2 separate regions of the Mus musculus genome follow, and region 2 is linked to region 1. The links are chromatin contacts, called in public Hi-C maps. All regions are on one chromosome and are shown on one strand. Each heading gives the region's core, a stretch centred on a gene start, on an enhancer-like site or on the middle of the called end of the contact. The rest is flanking DNA. Distances are from core to core; before and after follow the strand shown.

Region 1 (4,619 bases), core at 1,243-3,742:
TTATAGCACCCAGGACCACCAGCCCAAAAGTGGCACCAACCATGTCCAAACATCATCAAGAAAATACACCATAGGTTTGCTCACTGGCCAATCTGGTTGAAGCATCTTCTCTTCCAAAACGACTGTAGCTTATGCCAAGTTGACCAAACAACAAACAAACATAAGAATGAGCATAGACCTGAAGGATGTTGAGGTTGCTTGGCTATCCTACCCCACAATTCCTGCCACAGGTATCCATGGGAAAGAGGGGGAAGCAGGTTAAGTTCCTCAATTCCTAGAAAAAACTGCCATCCATTCTGGGATCCACCAAATGCCTGCAAAGTTCTTCCCTGATACCCACTTAGATGGCTCTCAGATCAAGTAAAAGCATGAAAAAGCTTAGAAGCATCTGTGGCTCCCAGAGATGGGATGGCCCACACATCCTCTTTGTTCTTTCTGGCGATGTGGAAATCTCAGGGCCTTATACATGCTAGGCAAGAGCTGCGCTAATGACTATCCATCCCCAGCCCCCAGTCAGCTCCTTTAACCAGTTAGACATTCTACCTTACAGCAGGCACCAGCAGCCATGCCTGTCTGTGAGTTCTCATCTCTCTTGGAAAGAGGAGCTCTCCTTGGTGGGAGCACTCAGCCTTGGTCCATAGGACCTACTTGTACCAGTACCATTACAGACTATGTCAGGGCTCCCTTCCTGTTGCTGTGAACAAACACTCTGACAAAACAAAACAAAACAAAACAAAACAAAAACAAAAGCAAAAAACAAACAAACAAACAAAAACCCACAACCACCTTAGGGGAGGAAAGTATTTATTGGCTTGCACTTCAAGGTCACAGGTCGCAGTCCATCATTGAGGGAAGTCAGGAAGGAATGTCTAGCAAGAACTTGAAGCAGACACCAGGATCGATGCTTCCTGGCTAGCTCTCTGGCTCACTTGGACTCATACTCAGCTAGATTTCCTTTGGTTTGTTTGTTTGTTTGTTTGTTTGCTTGCTTGCTTGCTTGCTTGTTTGTTTGTTTATTTAATGAAAGAAAGGGCCTCATCCAGGCATGGTGGTACACACCTTTAATCCCAACACTCAGGAGGCAGAAACAGGCAGATCTCTGGGAGTTCAAGGCCAACTTGGTCTACAACCCAGGCCCAGGGATAGAGCTACCCACAAAGAACTGGGTCCTTCTGCATCGGTGAATAATCAGGACAATCCCCCACAGTCATGCTCACAAGCCAATCTGTTCTGGGCAATTTCTCAGCTGGAGCTCTCCTCTCAGATGACTCTGGGCTGTGTCAAGTCGACCATTCAGGTTAACTTTAGAGTAAGCAGGAAGCCCCTCTCTCATCTTCAAGGTATCAGAGAGAGGAGGAATTACCCATCTTGGGCGGTCAAAGGAGATATTTAAAAGTCCCATGTCAACCTCAGATAGAAGCTAGTTCAACAGGAAGGTCAGGATTTGAGGCACTCGTCTCATATGCACAAGGCCCTGGGTTCCTTCCCCAGCACCAGACAGAAAATAAATCATAACTTCACCAACAGCAAGACACTCACATAAACATGGAATAACTGCTCATCCTCACTCTTAAAAGGTCAGTGTTTAATGACGATGACTGTCCTCCCTGCACAGAAGTTGAAAGAATCAAGGTGAGAAGTGAAACATCAAAGGCATCTCTTCTAAATCCAAATGTACCGTTTCTCAAGCCCACATCAGCTTTCCAGAATGTAGTAAGTACTAATGCTAACTGGAACTCTGACTACGGCTTTAGCTGCACTTAGTTCTAAGTGCATTTGGGCTTTACTAATGCTGAAGAGACTAGGGTTGTGCACAAAAAGAATTAAAGCAGAAAAACACGTTGGCTGGCTAGAGTAGTTGGCTACCATGAGTGAGGCCCTTAGTTCAATTTCCAGCACTGCTGTATGCCTGTAATGGAGGTGGTGGCAAGCAGGAAGATCCAAAAGTCAAGGCTGTCCTCAGTCACATAGCATGTTACAGCTCAAAATAACAGTAACATTTTGGGCTGCATATACATATATATATGTGTGTGTGTGTGTGTGTGTGTGTGTGTGTGTGTGTGTGTGTGTGTGTACACATACACGCTTCAGAGGACCTAAGCTTGATTCCCAGCAGTCACATTGGATCACTCAAAATCACACGTGACTCCAGTTCCAGGGGCATCCAGTCCCCTCTCCTGGCATCCACAGGCACCAGGCACACTCATGGTACTTACATACAAGCAGTCAAAATACTCATACACATAAATCGCTTTACAACTAACAGGGGTGGTGATAACTTGGTTCAGCTCCACAACATTTTGAAGATGAGTCTTTAAACTTGAGAAAACTGCCCTGTAGAATTTGCCCGCTTAGCCTTTGCTGGCTTATCCGAAGAAATAAATGTATAGAGAGCCCGTGAATTGGCCACTGGGGAAGAGCCTGATGAAATACACGTTGTTATTCAACCAATCCTATTACCATCATTATTTCCATGCTGCCTGGTAGACAGAACCCAAACTTCAGTCCAGATCTGAGTCACTTTCAGTCAGCTAAGGGATGGATCACCCAATCAGCTAATGCTGGGGGGTTGGTTTGATTTGGGGGGTTTTTTTTGTTGTTTTTTTGTTTGTTTTTTGTTTTTAGATAATCCTGAAAAATGGATCAAGATGACAAAGAACATTCTGGAAAGAAAGCACAAAGTCCTGAAATGAAAATATAACCCATTTCTTCTCAGCTTGGCTCTGCAGACCATCTCAGAAAAGGATGTTTTTACAGAGCAGAAACGTGACTGGCTGCACCTCCATTTACACTTCTTTGTTACAAAATGCATGTGACTTGTTGGGGTTCCAGCCTCGGGAGAAATCGGAGGCACTGGTGGTTACTTTCCGAAGTGAAACTTCCAACCACAACCTCCGGTGCACAAAAGGCGGAGTGAGTCACAGGAAGAGGCCACTTGCTTGCAAAATGCATTAAAAGTAATGCAGGCTGAATGGACTTCCTGCACCAATGAACAGATAGCTGGCATCGGGACAGGCTCCTCGAGGCTCCCAAACATTTCGGGGAGGACGAGACCATTAGAAATCTGGGCACATCCACCTCTACCCTGTTCCCTGCGTTCTCACTCTGCCCAGGCTGCCAGACCTGCTGTCTCCCAGGCCTGTGGCTCCCATCTGAGATTCCCCAGGAAGGCAGATCTGACTGGATGCTTCCACAGGGTCAGAAGGACACCTTGTGACTTAAGCAAGCACCTGTGGCTCGGTCTCCAAGATCCTTTAATACAAAGAGGTGAGGTGGTCTTTGTAGCAGCTTCTCCCGGTTTGAGCAAGTGGGGTGGAGCTGATGTGAGTCCTAGGCTGATAGCATTACAGCATTCCTGAGCTGGCCAGATGACAGACGTGAGCCCGGGCCTGGGCTGCAATGGTCCACAACATGTGAGTGCATCCGAACCCCATAGGACTTATTAAACTATTCTCGGAGGCCCACACCCACTGCTAGGGTCGGTAGGTCTAGGATAAGGTCCTAAACAATTTTATTTTTAACAAACTCCCAGGACAAACTCCCAGAACCTCCAGGGCCACAAAGAACAGATTTTAAATCTCAACAGACTGGCCTCCAAAGCTCACTTAAAGATTTGGGCCTCGGATTGAGCTCATCCAAGGGACATCCGCACTGAAACAGTCCCCTGAAGAAACTCCCCTGCCTCCACACAAATCCAACCCACAACCTGGCTGGTCTCCAAGCCTGGGACCACAGGGAAAGGCCTTTGTCAAAGCAGAGGCTGTTTTGAAAGGCTATTCGGTCAAACAAGAACCAACTGTGCCCCCCTGTGGCCACCGGCTTTCACTGACTTCCAGGATCAGCTTCTCTGGTCAGACTCTGCTTCCCTTTGGGGACCAAGCCTGGCTGTACCACAAGTGATAGCAATTATCCTCTTTGGTGCTACAGGATAAAAAGAGAGGTTACAAATGTAAAGTCTATCCTGGGGTGTAGAGCATGGACTTGCCTAGCATGCATGAAGCCCTGGTTCAATTCCCAGTACCAAATAAAAGACACTCATTGTGGCACATGCGTGCAATCCCAGCACTGGGGGTGGGGGTGGGGTGGCAGTAATGATCTAATTCAAAGTCATCCTTGACTATAGTGTTTCAGGCTATCCTCATGAGTCTGTCGGAGACACTGATGCTGCGAAGATAGCTCAGTGGATAAAGCACTTGCCAAACAAGTGAGGGGCCCAGCATTGAAATCCCCAGAACCCACAAAAAATTCAGATGTGGTGGTCACCTATAATCCTTGCAACTCACAAATCAGAAATGGAATCATTTTACAAGCTGACTTGAAAAGGGAAAACCCCTGGTGTTCCCCTGTACTGGGGCATATAAAGTTTGCAAGACCCTGGGGCCTCTCTTCCCAGTGACGGCCGACTAGACCATCTTCTGCTACATATGCAGCTAGAGACACGAGCTCTGGGGTACTGGTTAGTTCATATTGTTGTTCCACCTATAGAGTTGCAGACCCCTTCAGCTCCTTGGGAGTGGGTAGGTAGGGGAGCAGGGCGGGGAGGGTATAGGGAACTTTCGGGATAGCATTTGAAATGTAAATAAAGAAAACATCTAATAAAAATAAATTTTTTTTAAAAA
Region 2 (4,619 bases), core at 897-3,396, 110 kb after region 1:
ACACATACACACACACATACACACACACACACACACAAATAGATACATAGTTTTTGAAAAGAATGTAAAGAGTTGGATGTGGTTGAGCAAGCCACAGGCCTGCAGACAGTGACTGGTACTTTTCTGTGACTCCAGTTTCAGAAGATTCGGTGTCCTCTTCAGGCACCTCCACCGGCGTTCGTATGGTACATAGACAAACATGCAGGTGGAACACCCGTACACATGAAATAAAATTTTAAAATATTTTATGTCAGTTTTCTACTTACTTATTATACATGTGCACATGCCACAGTGCACATGAAAAGAGCAGAGTATGACTTGCCGGAGCCTGCTCAGACTGAGCTGAGATTGTTAGACTGGTGGCAAGGGGCTTTATCTACTGAGCCATCCCACTAGCCCCCAATAGCCAACTTACCGCGCTCCCTCCCTTTTCCTCTGTGTGTGCCTCTGTCTGTGTGTGCCTCTGTCTGTCTCTGTCTCTCTGTCTGTCTCTGTCTGTCTCTGTCTGTCTCTGTCTGTCTCTGTCTCTCTCTCTCTCTCTATCTCTCTGTCTCTGTCTCTCTCTCTCTCTCTCTCTCTCTCTCTCTCTCTCTCTCTCTCTCTCTCTCACACACACACACACACACACACACACACACACACACACACCACTGGTTCTCGGAAGCACCAGCAAGTCAAAACACAGAGTGTAATTCTGACACTACAGAAAGTCAGACTTCATTTCTCACAAGAACTCGGTGTAATTAGAATAATCCTTTCCAGCCCTGGCCAGGCGTCATCACCAGAGCTGTAAGAAAACAGGGCTGCCTGTTCTATACACTCAGATTCTACATCATCTGGCTGCTCTGTGAGCAGTCCTGACTGTCCAGGGCTGACATGAGCAGAAGATGCCCAGCTCTGCCTATAAAGCATGATGACCAAGCAGGCCACACCCATAGTCAGCACTCAAGACTAATGTCCTATTTCAAGTCTTCCTTCCTGTGGGAATTTCCAGAAATGGGATCCCCGAAAAGTCACTCTCCTGCGGCTCTTCATGTGCACACCCCATCTGCTATCACCCCCTAAGAAGGCTCCTGCTAGGGTCAGCAGAAAATGACCATCACTTCAGAGACATTAGATCTCTAACTCAGGCTGGAGAATTAGCACACATGAAAGTCAGGTCCCATGCTTCACGTGCAGAGAGAAACAGGAAGGCAGCATCTCTAGTAGAGAGAGCAGAGTCTTTGGAAATAGGTGACCCTCCATGGAAACAGCATGGCTGCCAGATGAGACAGCTGAGAGAGAGACAGACAGACAGAGGGGTGCGTGCATGCGCACACACACACAAATGAAATACTAATAAAACTCTCTCAGGTCATCTGTGTGTGACTAATTGTCATTGTAGGGTCTCTCTCTCTCTCTCTGTGTCTGTGTGTGTGTGTGTGTGTGTGTGTGTATGTGTATGTGTCTGTGTGTCTGTGTGAGTGTGTGTGTGCATGTGTCTGTGTGTATGTGTGTGTGTCTGTGTGTGTGTTTGTGTGTGTGTCTGTGTGTGTGTCTGTGTGTGTGTGTCTGTCTGTCTATGTGTGTCTGTGTGAGTGTGTGTGTGCATGTGTCTGTGTGTATGTGTGTGTGTCTGTGTGTGTGTGTGTCTGTGTGTGTGTCTGTGTGTGTGTGTCTGTATGTGTGTGTCTCTCTGTGTGTCTGTGTGTGTGTGTCTGTCTGTCTGTGTGTGTCTGTGTGTGTGTTTTACATTTTTATTTACTATTACATGGTGCACATTAGGGGCTGAGGTCAGAGGACACTTTCAGGAGTCAGGTCTCCCCTTCCACCACGTGAGCCTAGAGAAATAAATGCAGATAATCAAGTTTGGCAGCAAGTGCCTTTATGCATGAAGCCCTCTTGCCTGGCCCCACTGTTGGATTCTTAGGCAGGGATAGAGCAAAATATGGAAAATGGCAGATATAGTACCCAACGTGAACGTTTACACAGTACACAATAATAAACCAGATACATCACTTTAAAGCGCTCTGGATCACCAAAAACCCAAGAATAACTCATGTCTGCAAAATGCTGTTTCCCAAATTGATGGCTTACATTCATGTTGACGCACGTTCTCTCTCTCCATGTACTGACGCCATGGCCATTTCTAACTGTGTAAAAGCTAGACACTCGAGCTCGGCTCGCTTCACCAGCCACTGCAAAGTGTCTATCAGATGGCTATTAATAAACTTGGTTTCTGCTGAGGTCAAATCCGGTAAAAGAACAGACGAGCCAAGTCTCCCCTCCCCCACCCTTTTCATTTTGAACCAGTTTAAACCACTTCATTCTTAGATGAAGAGAATTCATTTAAGAAGTTCAATAAAACTCTTATTGTTAGCTGAAGTTGTTTTAGGTATTGATTCATGTTTCATTTGTTAAAGATGGCCATTCCTTACTGAAGAATAAATGAGTTCCCTCAGCAAGACCCGGCCTGAGAATCTTGTGACACCGCCCTCTAGAGGCTAGTTCTGAGCCAGACCACCAGAGCCTTATTCAGAATCACCTAGATCATCAATGGCTCTAAGCTGAGGGTGAGACCCCTTTGGGAATCAAACAACCCTTTCACCTGGGTGGCCTGGACCATCAGAAAACACAGATAGTTATGTTACAGTGTACAACAGTACCAAAATTACAGGTATAAAATAGCAATGAAAATAACGTTACGGCTAGGGGCCACCACCGCGTGAAGAACTGTATTAAAGGGTTGCAGCATTAAGAAGGTTGAGAACCACTGCCCGAGATCACTCCTATAAAGGGCTGCCCTTGAGGAGAAGGTAGGGGAGGGGACAAATAAGAAACAGGCGAGGCCCGAGAAGTCTAACAAGGCAGCGAAGCAAAGCAGAGCCCCTGGTGTGGCTGTGAAGGGGGCTTTCATGGGAAGGCTGGCGTCTGCTACTCCATGCCAAAAAGAATGGCAGCCATGGCTGCAAAGTGAAAGACATGAGGATGCCTCCAGGATGTTAACTTCTCTGGGGGGGTGCAGTACTGAAACCTTGGCTCATCCCCACAACTATCCAACTCTGAGTCACCCTGGTCCCTTTTGTAAAAATCAAGATCAAAAAAAAAAAAAAGGTTGGAGAGCCATCCACTCCTGGCCTGGCCCTTGCTCCAGCAGACTCTCCTGCCTACGTCAGCATCATTCTTGGCACTAGCGAGCATTGGAGGTTGAAGCTCCAGCAACTGGAGGGACCCAGGGTCACCAGTGAGGTCAGCGTGAGCCTGAGACCTGCCTGGAGTTCACAAGCTTTGCGGGGCTTGTGGAACTTTCCACCGGTTCATGCTTTCCTCTCAGCTTCTTCTGATACAGTTTTTCATGAGAAGTTTTTTCTACAACCTTAAAAACAAAATCTTTTCTAAGACGAAATAGTAACCATCAGACTCCTCGCCAACATCACCTCATTCACCCTAGGACAAGGAATACAGACTCCTAGCACCATGCTTTCTGACTTGTTTTGCTTTGTTTTGGAGACGAGACCTCCATATGTAAACCGGGCTGGCTCAACTCATGATCCTTCTGCTCCAGCTTCCCAAGTGTCGGTATTATAGACACATCACCACACCCCAATTTGAAAGATTAAAAAACCCAAGACCACCGGAGCCCCCAAAACAGTTGTGTCAAGGACAGTAGCTTTGTTTAGAGGCAGCAGAGCAGTATTTCATCCAGGGACTATGGGTTCTAAAGCCGGGGTACCCTGTGTTCTCTAGCCAGAGCAGTGGTTCTCAACCTGTGGGTCATGACCCCCTCACAGGACTCACCTAAGACCCTTGGAAAAACGGTGATATTTGTGTTACAGTTCCTAACAGTATCAGAACTCCAGTTATGAAAATAATTTTATGGTTGAGGGTTCCCCCCCCCCCGATAGCATTAGGGAGGTTGTGAACCACTGACCTAGAGGAAACAATTAGACATCGAAAGTTGTGCCATCTCAACTTACTGGAGGGAAAGAGAGTGGAAGTACGGGCTGGAGGCCTGGAATGTCACAAGCTGAGATCGACAGAAACACTAGGCTCACTTAAAAGCGGTGTCTTCTTGTCTCTGGTAACTTAATTCCATAAAGCAATACAAAATCTATTTATATCAGAAACACAACTATGAAGCGAAGAAAATCTAGGTACATACTTTAAAGAAGAGAAGAGGTCCACCGTAGATTGTACAGTTATGGAGGTGGCAATAACTAAACCCCCGGGGGATGGGCAGGGCTGTGGTGGTTTCAGGGAGGAGTAGATCAGTGCCATGTCCATACAAGATGATGGCTATGCTCCGTGGAGCATCCAACAGACTGCCCCGCCTGCTCATTCCTAGGACTGACTTTAAGCCCTTACTCTAGTGAGATTTCTGGTTAGGTTACTGTTACTGTACTCTGTGATGAACAACTCAGGAAGGAAAGAGTTTACTTCAGCTTACAGTTGTATGTCATCACGGAAGGAAGTCAAGGAGTCAAGGTAGGAATTCAATGCAGGAACTTGGAGGCAGGAACTGAAGAGGGGGCCATGGAAGAGCGCTGCTTACTGGCTTGCTCCTCATGGCTTATTCAGGCTACTTGCTTATACAACACAGGACCACCTGCCCATAGGTGACATCACCCTGGGGCCCTTCC

The links. Hi-C and Micro-C count contacts between places; a contact is called where the count stands out from the background.
Region 2: a contact with region 1 is called in a Hi-C map of the N1E-115 cell line, with 3 times the contacts expected there. The contact joins two enhancer-like sites. A contact is called at or near these places in 1 of 484 Hi-C or Micro-C datasets (the N1E-115 cell line), 1 of 115 datasets of contacts at active chromatin or transcription factors (bone marrow-derived macrophages) and 3 of 9 other capture datasets (adipose tissue, embryonic stem cells and liver).

Annotation. Positions count from the first base shown.
Region 1 is chr12:16,529,684-16,534,302 of GRCm38.p6, forward strand. No RefSeq gene overlaps it. Among named protein-coding and RNA genes, the nearest start is that of Lpin1, 58 kb to the right of the region's middle. Within about 2 kb of position 2,493, at least 209 of the 459 cell types and tissues checked have an H3K27ac peak or open chromatin away from gene starts, as enhancers often do. A contact at or near this core is called in the N1E-115 cell line, where this site is marked.
Region 2 is chr12:16,637,090-16,641,708 of GRCm38.p6, forward strand. It overlaps a transcript of Lpin1 not described here. Among named protein-coding and RNA genes, the nearest start is that of Ntsr2, 14 kb to the right of the region's middle. Within about 2 kb of position 2,147, at least 7 of the 459 cell types and tissues checked have an H3K27ac peak or open chromatin away from gene starts, as enhancers often do. A contact at or near this core is called in the N1E-115 cell line, where this site is marked.